3 separate regions of the Mus musculus genome follow, and all the other regions are linked to region 3. Evidence: chromatin contacts called from public Hi-C data. All regions are on one chromosome and are shown on one strand. Each heading gives the region's core, a stretch centred on a gene start, on an enhancer-like site or on the middle of the called end of the contact. The rest is flanking DNA. Distances are from core to core; before and after follow the strand shown. Region 1 overlaps Gm31615 (a long non-coding RNA gene). Region 2 holds the start of Fbxo11 (F-box protein 11). Region 3 overlaps Gm4832 (predicted gene 4832).

Region 1 (3,080 bases), core at 384-2,883, 120 kb before region 3:
TTCCAGGACAGCCAGGGCTATGTAGGTTCTCGAAAAAACCAAAAAAAAAAAAAAAAAAGAAAGAAAAAAAAAGAAAGAAAGCAAACTAACTTTTCAATAGGGCACAGGACAGTGTATGTGTGTGGTGGGTAGCATTTGTGTACCTGTCTGTAAGATTGAAGAGATACAAAGTGACCCCCGGGAAAGTGATCTCTACCGTAGAGACCTCCCACCCACTCATTGCAAACTAAGGGTCTTTCTTTTTGTTAGGTTAGTTTGTTTGTTTTTTGTTGTTGTTGTTTTTGTTGTTGTTTTTGGAACACTTACCAGCGCAACACTGGGTATAGGAAGGGTGTAAGGAGGCCCAGTTACCCTGCCAGGACTAGGGAACACTAAGGAGAACTCTGGTACCTGAGCTCAGGCTGCAGAGAAGTGGATGCTGCCCTGCTCTGGTTATGACACAGCTGACCCGCACACAGACTGGCTGGGAACACTGGAGAGATCTGATTGGAACCAACCACCCTGCTAGGGGAAACCTACTGGGATTGCCTACAGCAAGAACACTGCCCTTCCTCCTGCTGCCTGGAGTCTCCCTCTAGTGCCCAGATTGGCAGTTTTTCAGTTAACAGCTTAATAATTAGCTCACCAAACACTCGTGCAATCACACACTAATATGATCTGTCCTGTTCGCTGGGATACCTCAGTGCTTAGTTTCCTGGTATAAAACACAAACGGAAAACATTTGTTGATGAAGGTGGAGCTTACACTAGCTGTTTTCCAGTCTGCATTCAAAGGCAAGAAGAGTCCAAAATAACCTCGGTTGTCCTGCCAAAATTTAAGCTCATTCCTGGCTCTATTTATATTTCTCCCAGTTGGCTCTTGGCGGGGCTGTAGGAGGCAGCATAGATAGCCTAGGGCTTCGGAGAAAAATGCAGGTCCAGTGTAAAATCCCAGCCCCTCTAAGAGTTGAGATTCTCGGGCAAATTACTCAGTACCAAAGGCTTGCTTCCCTCATCTGCAAAATGCAGGTGATGATGCTGTGGGGCTTAAATAAGGCAGTCCTGCGGGGGCATGTGTTCCTCAAGGGCTCCCGCCCCACACCCCAGAGGGGTGGGCCCGTGAGTAGCTTGCCCGGATTTCCTGATCGCTGACCATGGTCCAAGCGGGAGGGCCATGGATTCGCCCATGGCTTCTAGGCAGGCCAAAGATTGTAGCACCTCAGTAGGCTAGGCATGGCACCAGGCAGACAGCTAGAGCCCAAGCTCGGCAGCCCAGGACGGCCCTAAGAATTGCGAGGGAGTTTCCTAACAACCCTATTTCAAATTTCCTAATAGTGGAGTTTCAAAGCCAGCTACCTCCTGCCCAGCACAAACGAGGGTGTGGTTGTGTTCACATTCACACTGAAACAAAAGAAAACTAGCAGAGCACCCCCACCCCCCACCCCTACCCCCTGGGCCTCGCTCAGCTCCGGACATTTTCCCAGGCACCCGGTGCAGCCGAGCTACGGGCACGCCCTACGGCCGCTGCACTTTCCAGAGCCAGGGTGCAGCCTCCCCCAAGGTCGGATCCCAAGGGGCTCCAAGGACCCGGCCCCCGGGTGAGCTGGCCGGTTTGCCTTGCCGAGCTAAGTCCGACCCGCAGTTGCAGCCAGATACTGGCCCAAGGCCTGTGGCTGGGCTCAAAATCGTCCTCTCCCGGGCTGGAATCCTGGGAATGTCGCTGCGGGGAAGCATCTGGCTGGCCTCCGGGCGGCAGGAGGGGGTCAAACCTTTTTCGGGTGATTTTGCACAAAATTCTCCCTACACCAAGGGCTGCGGTCCTGGGAAGTGGAAGCCCAAGGAATGACAAGAGAGCTGCTCGCTCCTTCTCCAGGTCGCCTTCGTCATGTCTAACTCCCGATACGCTGCCGGCGAAGCAGACAAAATGCCTTTTCCCCGTTCCGAAGACCCCTTCTTTGTGTCTATGGAAGTTCCTTCCTCGGTTGCGAACCATCTATGCCACCCGAGCGGGTCTTTCCAGCTGGATTGTCGCCACCTCGTGGCTACCTTGGTCCTTCGTCCCCCTAAGCCCTTTGCTCTCTTTGGTCTCAAGCCTATTTTTCTTTTCTTTCTACAACCAGCTATGGACTGAAACTTTATAATCCTGTTCTCTGGGCTTAGGATGTGAGCTGGGATACCTCTGTCCCCTTCTTTCTGTTACACCGCTCGCCTTCTTAAAGAGAAACGAAGCAGGTGCTAGTTGGAGGGCAGGAGTCACCGGGTTGGCAAGCCTGTGGGGGCTCGGTGTGAGGCGCCAGTCCTCTCTCTACCAATTTCCCATGAGACAAACTGATGATTAAGAAGACAAACGCACTCTGTCTTGTTCCTACTGGTTAGTGATGCTATTACACTCGATGAGTATTATTAAAGGACCCCTGTCATTAGAGACTCCCTGTTATTATTGTTATTATTATTTAGCATTTATAATGTATTCCTTATTTTCAAAACACACTATTATCTCCCTGGACTTTCCAAACACAACTGAGCGGCAGGCAGGTGACAACTTCATAAAATAGGGAAACTGAGGCACTGTAATTAGTACAGAGTTATTGGATTAATGAGTCAACAGTAGTCATTTCTCCCCAGAAGATTACTGCCTTACTCTGAACTCATGGATTCCAGTAAATGGTGATCCTGGTTTGGGAAGCTAGTTTCTCACACTCACTTTTATGACCCACTTGTAATCACGTTAGAAACCCAGTCAGGGAAGTCTTCGCACTTATGAGTCATTACTTCAAACTCATTACTGGGCACCTGGGCCACCTTAATTGTATTTTATTTTACAAGTCGAATTATTGTGATTATTGTTACTTAGTATAATAAGTATTTATTGTATTCTGCTAAAATGTATATAATGAATCTCTGTTTTTAAAAAGTAGTAACATTAGTAAGATGGATATATTTTGATCTAGAGAACAAATAGCTCTCTTTCTTTCTTTCTTTCTTTCTTTCTTTCTTTCTTTCTTTCTTTTTCTTTCTTTCTTTGTTTGGATTTTCGGGACAGGGTTTCTCTGTGTAGCCCAGGCTGTCCTGGAACTCATTCTGTAGACCAGGCTGGCCTCA
Region 2 (3,047 bases), core at 183-2,682, 66 kb after region 3:
TAGGTTATTATTTAAATGGCAGGAGATGTCTGACATCTAGAAGGGTGATTTGCCAACAGTGGTGGCGAATGCCTTTAATCCCAGCACGTGGGAGGCAGAGGCAGGCGGATTTCTGAGTTAGAGGCCAGCCTGATCTACAGAATGAGTTCCAGGACAGCCAGGACTACACAGAGAAATTCTGTCTCAAAAAACCAAGAAAGAAAAAAGAAAAAAAAAAAGAAAAAGAAAAAAAGAAAAAAAGAAAAAAATCTGTAATTTACACATAGCACAATACCGTAGACTTACCTCTCCTGTGCGTCCCTTAGAATTCACTTTTCTCCCTCCCTTTCTGAAGCTTTGTAATGTTTTATCTATCTTAAGCCTAGAAAGCAATCAATGAAATTCAAGTAGAAAATCACTGACAGCTCCGAAATGAGGGAATCCAGAGATAAACCACTAGCTATGCAATAAGGAATAGTGAGCGGAGTACATTTTCAGTCTTCATAACGGCGGCCAGGGAATAGAAACACATTTTCCTTGGGGAGAGATTGTGCTAAGGGGACCAGACACAGATACAAAAGATTATTCCTCTCGGGGGTTTATCTTTCTTGACTTCGTGGGACCTAAAACAAAACCAATATAATCCATCACAACCTCCACCCGTTTTATTTTACTTCTTCCGGAACACCATGTAGACCACTTGCCCCCCCCCCCCCCCCAAAAAAAAAGCCTAAAGCAAACTAACTTGGTTAAAGATCTAAAACATTCTGAAAGTTTGGGCGACAAAAGCTGGAACCGACTCCAGACTCTCTCTTAAGTTCTCAGCAGAGCCGAAACAAGATTTCTTAAGGTTTGCAAATAAATCCCTTCAGCTGGACTAAAAACGCACAGAGCCTGGAGCGCTCCCTACAGCTGAGAGCTTGAACCTACCGAGCCCAGAAATCCGGAGTTACCCAAGACGGAGTCCCTCACTCCTTGTGGCGTTTAAGAGAACCAGGTGAAGGTTGGGGTGGAGGGAGGCTGAACCGGCAAAAGGCAGGATTAATCACTTCTCCCAATTGCATCAGCAGCCCCCGCCCTTCCTTCAGAGCACCTCCTATCCTAGAACCTTCGCTACGTACTGCCGCTCCTTCGCCCACCCCCGGCTCCATTATATGCCCTGATACCTCCCCATTATCACCCGCCCTGCCACACTCCCCCCTTTCCTCTTTCCTCCTCCTCCTCCTCCGTCGGGGAAGGAGGAAACCCGAGAGAGGAAACAGGGTGTTGGAGGAAGGGGGCTCCGCGATAAGAGAGGAGGCTCCATTGGCTCCGACACCGTACGGGCGCTTCCCATTGGTCAGGCCCCGCCGGAATCCACGCCCCCTCTGTCCCCGCCCCCGCCCCTCCCCCGCCGGCTCGCGGCCCTCCCCCCGCGCCCCCCGGCCAGCCCCGCGGCGGGGAGGGACCGACAGGGCTTGAGCGGAGAGGCTCCGGCGGTGTCAATGGCTCCTCCTGCCACGGAGCAGCAGCAGCAGCAGCAGCGGCAGCAGCAGCAGCGGCAGCGGCGGCGGCGGCGCTGGGGCTGAGGAGGGAAGGTTCCTTTAAGGAGGAGGAACGACGACGCCTCTTTTGCCCCTATCTCCTCCCTTTTACACTCATTTCCCCTTCGCCGAGGGTGGGGGTGGGGGGGGCGGAGGAGAGAGAAGAGGCCGAAGAAAGAGAAAATTCCTCGCAGGGCGCTCTTTCAGGGGGTGTGGGGGGAGGACGAGGAACGGAGGAGCCGGGCGCCCCCCGCGCGCTCCCGCCCCGCTCGGCTCGCCCTCTCCGAGATCGCCCGTCCGCCCACTCCCCCCGCCGCCGCCGCTGCCGGAGACGCCGCTCGGGAGTCGGCGGGCCCGGCTCGTCTGCTCGGCCGCCGCCGCGCTTCGCCTCGGGCTCCCCAGGCGGACGGACGCCCTTTCTTTCTTTCTCTTGCCCGGCCCGTCTCTCTGTCTGCGTCCCTCGCGGCCGCCCCGCCCGGCGGCCTCGGCCTTGCCCGTGCGCCAGGCCCGGCCGGCGGGCCTCGCTCAAGCTCCGGTGGTGCCCCCAGCCTCCCCGCGGAGCCGGGGGAAGCTCACGCCCGGTGGCCCCCCGGTCCCCGCGTCCCCGGCCGCCCCGCTCCTTCCCGCTCCCCACCCCCTTCCTCCCCGGCCCCGGAGCTCGCGGTGCGTGTGCGCGTGAGTGTGTGTGTCCCTCCGCCAACGCCGCCACCTCAGCCCGGCAAATGAACTCCGTCCGAGCCGCCAACCGGAGACCCAGGCGAGTGTCGCGGCCGCGCCCGGTGCAACAGCAGCAGCAGCAGCCCCCGCAGCAGCCGCCGCCGCAGCCGCCTCAGCAACAGCCGCCGCCGCAGCCGCCCCAGCAGCCGCCGCAGCAGCAGCCCCCGCCGCCGCCGCAGCAGCAGCCCCCGCCGCCGCCCCCGCCGCCTCCGCCGCCGCCTCAGGATCGGAACAACGCCGGCGAGAGGGGTAAGGCCGCGCTCGGGGCCTGGCTGGGCGGGCGGGAGGCCGGGCGGGGGCGGCGGCGGCGGCGGCGGCGCGCCCGGGGTGGGAGACGGAGGCCGAGCGGAGGCGGGTCCCACCGTGCCGCAGTGTTCGCCTGGGCCCGGCCCGGCCGGGCCTGGCCGGCAGGAAAAGCCGCGGCTGCGCGATCCGCCCGGGCTGCGGCTCAGGCCGCGCTTTGTTTGGTTTCGGGGCTGGCACCCTCCGTCCCCACCCCTCCTTGGGGCTTCCCGGCTGGCTCGCCCACCCCACGGGAGTCTGTTCGCGGCCGGGGGCGGGCAGGAGGGTGGGATTTCCCCCCTTTCTGCGCCTGGCTCGATCTGGGCTCCCCCTTTCTCGTGGTAGGTGGGGGGACGGCTGGCTGCGTGGGGCGGTGAGGCTGGCCGGGGAACTTGTTTTCCCCTTCTCTGTGGGCTCCCCCTTGCCCTGGAGGAGGGGGAGAGGAGCGCCGGAGTGGTCCGCCGCGCTGGCTGGGGAACTTGCGTGCCCCCTTCCAGGTCGCAGGGCAGGGGGAGCCTCGGCCCCTCTCTCGACCACAACATCTTT
Region 3 (3,366 bases), core at 556-3,055:
GTCAAGTTCAAGGCCAGCCTGGGTTACCTGTCAAGTTCAAGGCCAGCCTGGGTTACCTGTCAAGTTCAAGGCCAGCCTGGGTTATCTGTCAAGTTCAAGGCCAGCCTGGGTTACCTGTCAAGTCCAAGGCCAGCCTGGGTTACCTGTCAAGTTCAAGGCCAGCCTGGGTTACCTGTCAAGTTCAAGGCCAGCCTGGGTTACCTGTCAAGTTCAAGACCAGCCTGTGCTATATTAAGACCACGGTGTTGTGTTGTGTTTTGCTTTGTTTGCTTTTAATACTAAGATTAACATTCTTGTTTTGGTTTGTTTTAGTCTGTTTTTTAAAGACAGGGTTTCTCAGTGTATTCCCTGCTGTCCTAGAACTCACTCTGTAGACCAGGCTGGCCTTGAACTCAGAGATCTGCCTACCTCTGATTCCTGAGTACTGAGATTACAGGAGTGTGCCACCATTACTAGCCAGCGTTCTTATACATACATCTTTATTCAGTGGTTCAAGAGATCCCAAGAGGAATTTCTAGTCTTAAGGTTTGACAGCACTAGTTTTCTGCCCTCTAGGCAGCCCATGGTCATTTCTCCTTCCAATGGCACCATGTGACAAGGACGAAGTTACCACAGTCTGATACGGCTGTCAGCATTCTCTCAGTCCTGGGAAATCGAGCCGCTGACATGTGCATGCAATGCCTCCTGCAGCGCCCAGCTTGTATTTCTGCACCTGCATCCTGAGCTCCTGCTTCCTTCATCTGCTTCTGAGGGGAGAGGACTGCATCAGTGGGGCCTGTGTCTCCTGGCTGCCAGACCACAACTGAGAAAATGCGGAGAGCCGCGCTTCTCTCCACACTCTGCCGTCCTCGTGAGCTGGCTTCCCATTACAACACCAACCATCCAGCTCTGGGAGGAACTCGCCCAAACTCTCTGTCTCAACAGGCATCGCAAAGCAGCACGCTGTTCTCCACGCTGCTCTGTGAAACCAAGCCTTCTTGGACCCCATTTCTGCAAGTGGTGCTTGGTTTCGTTGTTATTTGTTTTAGTGGTGTGGACTTTGTCAAGCAGACCTCGCTTGGTAACTGAAGATTCTGGATTCCTCTCCGTAATGATTTTGAGGAGACAGCAATTTCCTCACCATGGGTGACTCACTATGTTTTCTGTCCTGAACGTTCTGATTGGGCTCTTTTCATCTTGGCTGCTGGAGGATCATTGTCATCACGAGTGACCCGGGAAATTCATGACTAAGTGTCTAGTTTGGAGGAAACAAATGGTCACGGATGTCCTTTACCCTAGGAAGACAATAGTACAAAAGGCAGAAATTGGCACCAGTAGCCGAAGTGTACAAAACTCCGGCAGATGTCGTCTTCACGTCCGGACCAGAACTAAGTTTGATGATGATGATTTGTGATGCCTTAGATTATGGAAAGAAGAGTGAGCCCAAACACACACGTAAGCCCTCAAGAAGGAATGCAGGGACGCAATGACAGGGGACTGCAAAGGTGACCTGGGCTGGCGAACACGTGCTGGAGGCTGGACAACAGCAGAAGGAATACCGGTGACTTATCTGCCTCAGTGGGGCAAATTTCTAACACAGGGACTAATAAACTGTAAAAAAGCTTCCTTTAACATTTTAGTCGGGATACTTTTCCCAACAAACTTAAATACCTAACCTCCTTATGCTTTGGACCAATCTTCCCTTCCCAGTGCCAACCCCTGGCAGAACATAATGCCCTGAAGTCATGAGGTTGGGAAATCTTGCCTGCTAGGTCTGAGGTTGCATGCATTCCTGGTGTGAAGAAAGCAGAGTACGTGGCTCTCAGCTGCACTGTAAGAGCCTGTTGTCTTCAGGGTTCCCCCTGACCAAGTCTTCCGAATAACCCATGACACTCCTGGCCAATTACAGTTCAAGAAATGCACACTTTACTCCCTATAAAGAGGGTGCAGCGCAGAAGGAATGCCTTGCAGAAGGGGCGCAGAAGGCTATGGATTTTTGCTAGTCATCGTTCAAGTTGATAAAAGACAATGAGCTTTCCCAGAAGGTGAGATTTAATGTAGCCGTTACCCAGCACGTGGTGATTACACAAGACATTAAACAAGAGACCCTGCTCACATGAGCGGCAGCAACTTTTTTTTTTTTTAAGTTGTATATTGTAGACTCCAGGGAGTACTTTTTAAAAAAGATTTATTTATTTATTTTATGTATATGAGTACATGTAGCTGTACTGATGGTTGTAAGCCATCATGTGGTTGCTGGGAATTTGAATTTAGGACCTCTGCTCACTCTGGTTGGTCCTGTTCACTCCAGTGCTTGCTCAGTCCCTGCTCACTCCAGCCCAAAGATTTATTTATTATTATTCGTAAGTACACTGTAGCTGACTTCAGATGCACCAGGGTGTCAGATCTCATTACAGGTGGCGTGTGGTTGCTGAGATTTGAGTTCAGGACCTTTGGGGAAGCAGTCAGTGCTATTAACCGCTGAGTCATCTCTCCAGCCCCCTCCAGGGAGTATTTTTACGCTATGATCTCTTGAAGGAAGTTGTGCATCTGCTGGACACAGGAGACAAATGGCTGGGTCCATGGCCTTCAGGAGAGCAGACACCCTCCTGCTTTGCTCTGAATTCCCACCCTGTCCTCTTCAGAAAGAAAGGACTTATGAGTTTAAGACAAGGCTACAAATCAATCTCTTTGAACAAATATCTTATTACTGTCTTAGTATTCCTTTGCTATGAAGAGACAACATGACCATGACAAGTCTTTTTTTTTTTGTAGAAATTATTTTTAGTTTATTTGTCCTCTCAGAAATCTGCACATCACAGCAAAACATCGAGTCACCGCAGATCTACTCCTTTTGCTTTTTGCCAGCACCATCATTGGCCTTCGTTGTGCCCTTGACCTTCTTTATTCTGTTCTTACGTTCCTTTCGCTGTTTCCGGGAGGTCTTTTTCTTCTCATAAAAGCCATGTCTTGCGAGTCCGTGTTTAGGCTCATTCTTCTTAGCATAATCTAAAGAATCATAGCTCATGCCAAAGCCAGTGGTCTTGCCACCACCGAAGTGGGTTCTGTATCCAAATACAAAGATGACATCTGGTGTGGTTTTGTACATTCTGGACAGCTTTTCCCGAATTTCTGTCTTTAGTACTGTTGCCTTCCCAGGATGAAGGACACCAATGACCACCTGTTTCCTCTGAAGCAGGCGGTTGGTCATGAACTTCCTGGTCCGAAGGGTTACTGTGTCATTCATGATGGCTACAGCTCCGGAGCTGGAGAGGAGGAAAAGAGGGACCGTGACAACTCTTAAAAAGGAAAGTATTTAACTGGGGCTTACAGTTCAGAGGTCCATTGTTATAGTGGAAAGCATGGTGGCATGTAGGTAGACATGTT

Evidence for each region. Hi-C and Micro-C count contacts between places; a contact is called where the count stands out from the background.
Region 1: a contact with region 3 is called in a Hi-C map of muscle stem cells, with 5 times the contacts expected there. The contact joins two enhancer-like sites. A contact is called at or near these places in 1 of 39 promoter capture datasets (the C10 cell line), 2 of 15 datasets of contacts at CTCF or cohesin (CD8 T cells and large pre-B cells), 12 of 484 Hi-C or Micro-C datasets (3T3-L1-derived adipocytes, B cells, the C10 cell line and 9 more) and 4 of 115 datasets of contacts at active chromatin or transcription factors (bone marrow-derived macrophages, embryonic stem cells and fibro-adipogenic progenitors).
Region 2: a Hi-C map of muscle stem cells shows a contact between it and region 3, with 3 times the contacts expected there. The contact joins the promoter of Fbxo11 here to the enhancer-like site in region 3. A contact is called at or near these places in 13 of 39 promoter capture datasets (the 3T3-L1 cell line, 3T3-L1-derived adipocytes, the C10 cell line and 7 more), 1 of 15 datasets of contacts at CTCF or cohesin (CD8 T cells), 11 of 484 Hi-C or Micro-C datasets (the C10 cell line, the HPC-5 cell line, LSK cells and 8 more), 8 of 115 datasets of contacts at active chromatin or transcription factors (CD8 T cells, the HPC-7 cell line, bone marrow-derived macrophages and 3 more) and 1 of 9 other capture datasets (adipose tissue).

Annotation. Positions count from the first base shown.
Region 1 is chr17:88,254,819-88,257,898 of GRCm38.p6, reverse strand. All of the region lies in intron 3 of Gm31615 (a long non-coding RNA gene), which reads left to right. Among named protein-coding and RNA genes, the nearest start is that of 1700116H05Rik, 51 kb to the left of the region's middle. Within about 2 kb of position 1,633, at least 289 of the 459 cell types and tissues checked have an H3K27ac peak or open chromatin away from gene starts, as enhancers often do. A contact at or near this core is called in 3T3-L1-derived adipocytes, bone marrow-derived macrophages, fibro-adipogenic progenitors and 1 more, where this site is marked.
Region 2 is chr17:88,064,430-88,067,476 of GRCm38.p6, reverse strand. Fbxo11 (F-box protein 11) reads left to right here and starts at 1,432. Exons shown (of 23, transcript NM_001081034.3): 1 at 1,432-2,468. The coding sequence starts at 2,225. It overlaps Gm45950 (a long non-coding RNA gene), which reads right to left and starts at 1,352. Exons shown (of 2, transcript XR_385899.1): 1 at 910-1,352.
Region 3 is chr17:88,130,575-88,133,940 of GRCm38.p6, reverse strand. It overlaps Gm4832 (predicted gene 4832), which reads right to left. Exons shown (of 2, transcript NM_001190356.2): 2 at 2,758-3,245. The coding sequence starts at 3,226. The coding sequence ends at 2,825. Among named protein-coding and RNA genes, the nearest start is that of Gm4832, 6.7 kb to the right of the region's middle. Within about 2 kb of position 1,805, at least 100 of the 459 cell types and tissues checked have an H3K27ac peak or open chromatin away from gene starts, as enhancers often do. A contact at or near this core is called in 3T3-L1-derived adipocytes, adipose tissue, adipose-derived mesenchymal stem cells and 6 more, where this site is marked.